Regions from separate parts of the Sus scrofa genome. Here region 1 is linked to region 2. The links are chromatin contacts, called in public HiChIP or PLAC-seq maps. All regions are on one chromosome and are shown on one strand. Each heading gives the region's core, a stretch centred on a gene start, on an enhancer-like site or on the middle of the called end of the contact. The rest is flanking DNA. Distances are from core to core; before and after follow the strand shown. Region 1 has its middle 45 kb from the start of TRIM24. Region 2 overlaps TRIM24 (transcription intermediary factor 1-alpha).

What was found. HiChIP or PLAC-seq counts read pairs in DNA pulled down with a chosen protein or histone mark.
Region 1: a contact with region 2 is called in an H3K27ac HiChIP or PLAC-seq map of alveolar macrophages. The contact joins two enhancer-like sites. A contact is called at or near these places in 1 of 47 Hi-C or Micro-C datasets (embryonic fibroblasts) and 1 of 2 datasets of contacts at active chromatin or transcription factors (alveolar macrophages).

The regions. Positions count from the first base shown.
Region 1 is chr18:11,194,830-11,199,291 of Sscrofa11.1, forward strand. No RefSeq gene overlaps it. Among named protein-coding and RNA genes, the nearest start is that of TRIM24, 45 kb to the left of the region's middle. Within about 2 kb of position 3,017, at least 11 of the 83 cell types and tissues checked have an H3K27ac peak or open chromatin away from gene starts, as enhancers often do. A contact at or near this core is called in alveolar macrophages, where this site is marked.
Region 2 is chr18:11,062,616-11,067,311 of Sscrofa11.1, forward strand. TRIM24 (transcription intermediary factor 1-alpha) reads right to left here. Exons shown (of 19, transcript XM_021079187.1): 13 at 4,490-4,562; 14 at 3,340-3,508; 15 at 992-1,320; 16 at 1-34. Among named protein-coding and RNA genes, the nearest start is that of TRIM24, 87 kb to the right of the region's middle. Within about 2 kb of position 2,601, at least 1 of the 83 cell types and tissues checked has an H3K27ac peak or open chromatin away from gene starts, as enhancers often do. A contact at or near this core is called in alveolar macrophages, where this site is marked.

The DNA.
Region 1 (4,462 bases), core at 1,767-4,266, 130 kb after region 2:
ATGGGAACTCCAATTTTTATCATTTTGATATGGTATCAATGAATTACTAGGGTTCCATGCCTGCCATCCTCCACTCTTCTCCATGTCAGGGATGAGACTAGGATGAAGCTGGCAAGGTACTTAGGGGGTGCTCACTCCTGGCCTGACCCTGAGAGTGACGGCCTCCTTAAGTTTTGTGCCTTAAGTGCTTCACTTACCTCACCCTAGTCCTGGCCCTGCCCACATCCCACAAAAGAGGTTACTCTTATGTTCCTCAGATATGTGAACCACCTAATCTAGAAGTCTATTCTGAGGATATGTTTTCTGGGGTCACTCCTGGCACCAATTAATTCTATCCGTCAGAATCCCAGGAGGGAACAGATGTCACACTCAATGAGAGTAATTGAGGATGATTTATAAATGGACTGTTTGCAAATGTGAGGGCCAAGTATAGAGAAACCACAAAGGCCCTGGGAATAAAGACCGCAGGGACCTATCACCATGGAGATCTAAATGGGCAAAGTCAGGGCTGGGGGTGGGGTGGGGGGGGTGTTACTGGGGCTCAGAGGCAGAGCGTGAGAGCAGAGAGGGCGCCTGCCAAGTTCTTTAGCTCTGATCAAGTGCTCAGCGACCTTGCAGGGAGGGAACTGGGGAAATGAGTGCCCAGGCCTCTCTCTCTATGTACTGATTTACTATTGGTTTTCCCCACTGGCCCGTCACTATCAGTCAGTCTCTTGGAGTGGGTAAAGACAGGGGGAGAGTAAATTGAGAGGAGCAAGCAAAGCCTATCCCTGGTGGCACCTATATGCCAAGTAAAAGGATATCAAAGAAACATAAGGAATAGAGGAGTCATTATACTCATATGGAAGTGGAGTGCAAGACAAAGAGTGACAACTAAGATAGGGTCACTCTCATTTACAAATCACAAAAAACCCTGTATCACTTTCATGGACACTTTTCTTTTTTGCCTCTAGTAACATTGCTATAAAAAAAATGAAAAAAAAAAATTAGCCGCAAGAAGTCTAAGTTGAGATTAACAGATGACATGTAGCGATGAGGAAATGAAATTCGTATTTTTGGCAAGACAAGGGAAATTCAAACATAATTTTTTTCCCTCTGCCCATTTGGGTCTCCTCCCTCCCCTTTAGTGGATATTGTGCACCTGCCTCCATCAGACCTCCTTAGGAGATAACCTTCCTTCTTAACCTTGAAAGGAGTCACAGTGACTCACTACTCACTTTATAACTGTGCTTTTCCTGGTAACCTCTCGTAACTTGTCTGTTGTGTATAAAATGTCAACACATCTTTTCATGTATAAGCCTTTGTCTCAAAAAATGTATGTAACAATCCTTTGACCTCTGATGGATGGAAGACTCCTCAGAGCTTTCTGAAACACTGTCTCCTCATGTTGGCTTCAATAAAATTTTCCTTTTTTTTTCTTGTTTGTTTCTTTTGTTTTTTGTTTTTTAGGGCCGCACCCACAGCATATGGAGGCTCCCAGGCTAGGGATCTAATTGGAGCTACAACTGCTGGCCTGCGCCAGAGCCACAGCAACGCCACATCTGAGCCGTGTCTGTGACCTACACCACAGCTCACAGCAATGCTGGATCCTTAACCCACTGGGTGAGGCCAGGGATTGAACCCACAACCTCATGGTTCCTAGTAAGATTCATTTCTGCTGCACCATGATGGGAAACTCCAAAATTTTCTATTTCTTTCATAGATTGAACATTGGTTAACTTTTTTGTTGATAGTGAGAAACTTTAGTATTCAGTTTAGGAGGCATAAGCTTGGGAGAGGTTGATTCAACATTAATAGGAAAACCTGTGAAACTTTTCTAACTGATTAGGCTGCAAAACTGGAAAACATATTATGAATCAGGAGCTGGAGATCTCCACTGAAGAGATGCAATATAGATGTGACCAGAGTATACGAGCTAAAATTCAAGCACTGGAGTTTGTAGTACTACTGCAGGTTTAAATTGAAATGTTTGTCAGTTAGGATTCAATTCAGCTGCAAGTAACAGAAAATCCCCAAATAACATTAGCTTAAACAAGATATAGCTCAATGTCCAGAGGAAGACTGTCTAAGGCTGATACCATGGCTCTATACAAAATCCTCAGGAATTCAAGCTACTTCCACCTTACTTCCCCATTGCAGTTAAAAAGTGGCTTGAGGGAGTTCCCGTAGTGGCGCAGTGGTTAAAGAATCCGACTAGGAACCATGAGGTTGCGGGTTCGGTCCCTGCCCTTGCTCAGTGGGTTAACGATCCGGCGTTGCCGTGAGCTGTGGTGTAGGTTGCAGACGCGGCTCGGATCCCGCGTTGCTGTGGCTCTGGTGTAGGCCGGTGGCTACAGCTCCGATTCAACCCCTAGCCTGGGAACCTCCATATGCCGCGGGAGCGGCCCAAGAAATAGCAATAACAACAACAACAAAAGACAAAAGACAAAAAAAAAAAAAAAAAAAAAAAAAAAAGTGGCTTGAGCTCATGGTCAAAGATGGAGCCATGGTTTTATTCATAGTGTGGGCAGCAGGGTGAGGAAGAGAGAAAGAATGGGCAAAGCAGGAGTTCCTATTGCGGTTCAGCGGTAATGAACCCAACTAGTAACCATGAGGATGCGGGTTAATGTCTGGTCTTGCTCAGTGGGTTAAGGATCCAGCATTGCCATGAGCTGTGGTGTAGGTCGCAGATGCATCTTGGATCTGGCGTTGCAGTGGCTGTGGCTTGGGCTGGTGGCTACAGCTCTGATTAGACCCCTAGCCTGGGAAACTCCATATGAAGCAGGTGCAAAAAAAAAAAAAAAAAAAAAAAAGAATGGGTAAAGCAGAAGTGCCAACTATCTACTAAGGGAAATTCTTGTTGCCATGTGATATTTCTGCTTATATTCCTGGGGCTAGAACTTGGTCACGTTGCCATACCTATTTGAAAAGCATCAAAGAAAATGTAGAATTCTTTTTGGTGTTCTGCCTGGCTATGCAACCAGTTGAAAATCTCTGACTAAGAACGAAAGTAAGAACAGATACTGAGAAGGAACCAGCAGTTCGTCTCACCACAGCCAGCCCTTCACACACACTTCCTGGTACACAGGGGAACCTCAGTATTTGTGAAGACATGTTGATGGTTTTTATCAGGTGCTTAAACACAAAAACACTCAAAATGAGAAGGTTGGGATTATGTACTCAAGTTGTTTTCACTTGGACCCATCAAGCTGGAAAGCCAGGAGGTGAAGACAGTGTACGACCACAGCTCCATTTACATTTTCTCTCATTAAAGTCCCTGCCCCTGGCATAGGAACACCGGGTAATGTACCTGAGAGTGACTGTGCCTGGCATGCTCAGTTACAGATCAAAGGATGCTGTTTTTCCCCTCTTCTTTATTGGGATGGTGCCAAACCACTTTGGACTCACTAAAGGAACCTCTCTCAACCGTCAGTTAGCTTCTTCATCATCTGCAACCATGTTAATAAATGAATTTGGGGAGTTCCTGTCTTGGCTCAGTGGTTAACGAATCTGACTAGGAACCATAAGGTTTCAGGTTTGAGTCCTGTCCTCACTCAGTGGGTTAAGGATCCGGCGTTGCCATGAGCTGTGGTGTAGGTCACAGACATGGTTCAGATCTGGTGTTGCTGTGGCTCTGGTGTAGGCCGGCGGCTGCAGCTCTGATTTGACCCCTAGCCTGGAACTTCCATATGCCGCAGGCATGGCCCTAGAAAAGGACCAAAAAAAACTGAATTGGAATAGGAATAACTCTTGGGTCCAAGTTTAGTAGTCAAGTGATTCTTTCTTTCTCTCTCTCTCTCTCTTTTTTTTTTTTTGGCTGCAGCATTCAGTGGCTTAATATGGGATCTTAGTTTTTAGACCAGGGATTGAACCTGGGCCGCAGTGGTGAAAGCACTGAATCCTAACCTCTAGACCACCAGGGAACTTCCCTAAAAGGCTGGTGAGTCTTAAACTTAGAAGTGCATAAGAGTTACCTGGTATATTTGTTGAAAATTATTATTCTTTTTTTCTTTTTTCTTTTTTCTCTTTTTACAATCGCTCCTGCAGCTTATGGAGGTTCCCAGGCTACTGGTTAAATCAGAGCTGCAGCTGCCAGCCTACACCACAGCAACACTGGATCTGAGCCACATCTGCAACCTATGTGGCAATGCCAGATACTTAACCCACTGAGTGAGGTCAGAGATTGAACCCACATCCTCAACACTGTGTCGGGTTCTTAACAAACTGAGCCACAATGGGGACTCTGAAAATTCTTATTCCTGAACCTCATTACTCAGATATTCTTTTTTTTTTTTTTTTTTTTTTTGGCTACCCTGCTGCATATGGAGTTCCCAGGCCAGGGATCAGATCTGAGCTGCAGTTGTGACTCCACACAGCTGTGGCATGCCAGATCCTTTAACTCACAGTGTCAAGCGGGGATCAAACCTGGGTTCTGGTACTGCAGAGGCACTGCTGAGCCTGTTCTGCCACAGTGGGAACTCCT
Region 2 (4,696 bases), core at 1,351-3,850:
TAAGTCTCGGCAGAAAGTGCAAATCCACTCTCCACTGTTGGGGATAAAGCATTTGACTGAGTTCTTAATGCATCATTTCTGTCTTCACCTTCTCCCTAATCCCACCTCCTCCACGGCATCCATGATACACCATTACTTGTTTGGCATAAATTTTAAGCCCTGAGGATTTACCACATACACACGATGTACATGGCACCATGCTGAGAGCTTAACAGCAGAAGCACAACACAAGAGCTGAAGTGGTAAATGTTAGTCTAGTTAAGGAGGCATGAAATACATACACGAAGTAAACAACACAAGTGAACACACACATTAATCTATGGGTGATGTGAGGCACAAGTGACAAGCTCTTTTTCCAAGAAAAAGAAGCGCTCTTGGTTCTACTGTCATAACTTTGAAATTATAACGTAAATTCTTAAAAGTGCAGCCTTGAAAGAACTAAAAGGTCAACCCAGTGGATCTTCTTCATGTCACAGCGTCTATCTGTGGAGTTCCGCGGTGGTGCAGCAGGTTACGAATCTGACGGCGGTGGTGGAGGTCACAGCTGCGGCTCCGATTCGGTCCCTGGCCCAGGAAGTTCCATATGCTGCAAGAGCAGCCATTTAAAAAAAAAAAAAAAAAGAAAGAAAAAAAACAAAAAAAACAAAAACAAACCACAAGGATATAATAACACAGCTCAATGCCTGGCATGCACTAAACTATGGCAGTTGCTGTGCATAAGGACCATTGTTCTCTATGGTAACGTAACCCCCTTTAAAAGGGCCAGTTTTTGTTTTTGTTGTTTTTTCTTGTCAAAACAGAGTAGGTTTTTGAGAGAAGTACTGGGGATGGGAAACTGTATGTTGAAAAATTTTGGAGTATGAATTTATGCCACATAGACTTGCTTTTTTTTTTTTTACAGGGTTTTTATGTTACACTGCTCATCAAAACTTTATTGTGGTTATTATAGTGAGAGAAGGTACAGAAGAAAGAGAAGCAAGAGCTCTCTTACCTCGGAAAATTTGCCAGCGTGGGCACGTGACAAGACAGGTGGAATACTTTGGGACACTTCTCACAGCACAGGAGTTCCCCTCCGTTCTGACACACTGCACACCAGTCCTCATTGGGGTCGTCCTCTTTCCTTGTCTCTCCAACAAGAAGGGGGGACTTCTGGGAGGCATCCAGCCACTCTGACTTGCCAGTGGAGGAAGTTTCCTGGTGAAGCCCAGGTTGATCTCCTGTGCTATCAGGGGCGTCTGATCTTAGCACAGACTCCTCAGAAGCAGAGCTCTGACTGCTATTCAAGAGCAGGGACGTAAGTATGCTTCTTGGATAGTTGGTCTGCAAAGGCAAGAGGGAACACCCATGTGTGCATTTCTGAAATGGGCATGCTCTTGTTTTCTGAGCATGACTACGCTTCTGGACAGCAGACCGCTCACTCCTAAGCCCCCGGCTCGTTCAAAGCAATGTGTGACTCTGCATGAGACCAGAACATGCTTACAGCTAACTGTCCCTAATGGTACAGACAGGGGCCGCAACTGAAAAATATCTTCAGAACAGATCAGCAACAGTGAGGAGGTATGGAAAACACAGAAGAAAAACGTTTGGATCTGCTGATGGTTAAGAAGTGGAAGAATAGGGGGGTAGTACAGAAGTCATTCACATGAGCTGTAAATACGCCTTATAATAACTGTTAATTCCAATTACCTAAACACAAAACATGCCTATTGTAAATTTTTTTGTCATTCATAAAAAGGTGGAATTCCTATCCTGGCCAATGGGAAAAGGATCCAGTGTTGCCTCGAGCTGTGGTGTAGGTCACAGACATGGCTCAGATCTGGTGTTGCTGGGGCTGTGGCACAGGCTGGTGGCTACAGCTCCGATGGGACCCCTAGCCTGAGAACCTCCATGTGCCTTGGGTGCAGCCCTAAAAAGACATAAATAAATAAATAAATAAAATAAAAAGGTATACTGCTTTAAACCCTTAGAAGTAATTTCACTCCTCTAAGAGCCATTAATGAACCTAGGATGGTGAAAACTCCAAATTAATAACAGAATCTATTATATCATTAAATAGTTTTAAAATCTGAAGTAATAAATGGAGATTTAGTTAAAAGCATGGGTATATGACATCATTCCTTAGAGGCAATTATTTCCAAATTATTTAGCTTTTTCTTCTGCTAATTACTTCTATATTTCTAAATAACAGGGTATATAGGGTTATATTATAATTCTCAGGCTTTCAATTTGAAATATATTTTCAGTTTTAAATATACATATTTCCCCTAGAATGGGAGATTACATTTCTTCCTTCCTGGCTCTCCACACCCTCCTTACCCACACTTATACACCCATTCATAACATCCTCTTAACACAGTTTCATTAAGCACTGGTTTCCTTTGTTGGTGGGTGCCAGTTTAATTGTTTATAGCCAGCATCAATTCCCACTGGTCAATAACACTTCTGTACTGGTTAAGTATTCCGAAAAATCAATTTTGGTCAAAATGCATGTTTAGGTTATATTTAGGTATAGGTTTATATTTTAGGTAAATTTGTATTAAGGTATTTGTTCACATCATGATGACTACATATAAATACTGTTTATTGCATAACCACAAAATGTATGGTTACTGCACTTCCTTTTTCATCTTTTTGTTTTTCTTATGAGTCAATCATCCACTTATCTCTCTTTCTAGATGTCTATCTTGAAGTCATTCTGTCTCCAACAGGGCTTTAAGCTGCTTCTCAATATTGTCAAAACATTATTCTCCCCTGAAACATAGCCCTGGCAGAGTCTTCCATCCTCCTTCTACAGGGGGGTCCTGGCGGAGCTACTGTGCTGGGGACTCGCTACCCCGTCTCTGCCTTTCTTCTATATTAGATGCCATTTCTGGGATCCTATGGCTTCCTCTTTCTTGGTTTACTTCATTTTTGATGAAGCATATCCTCAAGTATCTTCCAGAGAATTAGTGCATGGAATTACAATTTTGAGACTCTCCATGCATGTCTAAAAATATTTAATCTTTACACATAGTTGATAATTTGCCTGGGTACAAAATCCTGGCTACAAAATACCTGTCCTCTCAAGTCCGCTATTTCTCTACTGTCTTCCAGCTTTGAGTGTGTGCTGAGGATGTGGTGACATTACGATGTCTAATCCATTAAATAAGATGTTTTTTCCTCTGGAGGCTTTTAGAATCTTCTGTTTTCCATCCATGTTTTTGTTTTAATTTACTGAGAGATTTCCTCAAATTCTGCAACCTTCAGACTATTTCCTTGCTTTTTATTTCCTATGAGCTATTTAAAAGTTCCTCTTATACCCCTCAAATAGAAATAGTATTGCAATCATAATATAATTACATTTTGAGGCCTAGATTCTTCATCTGATTCTTGCTTCACTATAACAACAGGAAAATCATAATTTTCAGGTGGTCCACTGTTTTCTTGTTTTATTCGGATTGGCTCCAACATGACCACTGGGACTTTGTGTGTAGAATCAGCTCCTGTTGGTTTGCTGGAAGAGCCAGAGCTGAAAGTATAAGAAAAAAGAAAGACTAAGAAAAAAAAATCTAAGAATGCTACTTTAAATATCTCAAAGCAAGGTATAACAAGAGCTTTAGGGAATAATCCTGCATCTTCATAGCAATGGTAACTATATTACATTAGCAATAAGTGACACAGAATTGATAATGCATCTCCTGTATGCAAAACAGTTTAATTAATGTATAAAAGATGTTCTACCTATTAACTTATCTAAATAAACAGTTACATTATATACCTGGAAAGATATTTCAATAAATTTATATAAAACCTATGTTAAAGGAAAACTGACTTCAATATCCTGAGGCTCTAAAATTGGGCAGATCTTAGAACGAGCATCTTTTTTTTTTTTTTTTTTTTTAGGTTTTCCAGTTTCCTTTGCGGGTCAGTGACAGAGATTTCTAGCTCACGTTAAAGATTTATTGTCACAAAGTGTGAAGAGAATTAACTAGGGACATAATTTATTGGTGTTCAACTATTTTAAAAAAGCCAGTGAGACAAAAGCCTTTTACAGATGGCTACTATGTTCTCACAAGATTGAAGGCAAACTTCCCCCCTTGCATATGCTTCCTTCCTATGGTTAGAAAATAAGAATCAGGTTCAGTCTATGAGTGGTTATGTGAAGCAGTGAGTTAAAATAACATTTCAACAACTGCAATGAATTTATTGTAAAACAAAATCGATGTTCGGTCATTAGAAAAGTCGCAACACCAAAGTTAGCCTAAGATTATTATGTGTTTTCCCGAAGTTTTTATTTGTGGATGTTTCTACACATTGCAGTGTATTACACATACTCATTTGTTTTTTCCTTGCTGTTACGCTAACACCAAACATATTTTCTCATTGTCAACACACACAAGGGTTTCTGTATCTTCACAGATAAAACTGTCCATTCCTTAACCCATTACTTGAGCAATGGCAAGAGAAGACTAGTTACAGACCGTGTGGACTCACGAGTAAGTCAATTTACCTTCCTCGGCTCCCAACACTGGAGGCACTCGGTGAACGTATTGGTGGGTGTACACCTGTCATGGTAACAGGTCCTGAGGAGGAAATCATACAGCTTCATCAAACAAATTCATCAACTATGGAATTCCTACTGAATGTTCTCAGTACTGCACTGAAACTGGAAACATAATGAAAGGACATAAAACAGTAGGGAGCCTAAGTGCCCTTA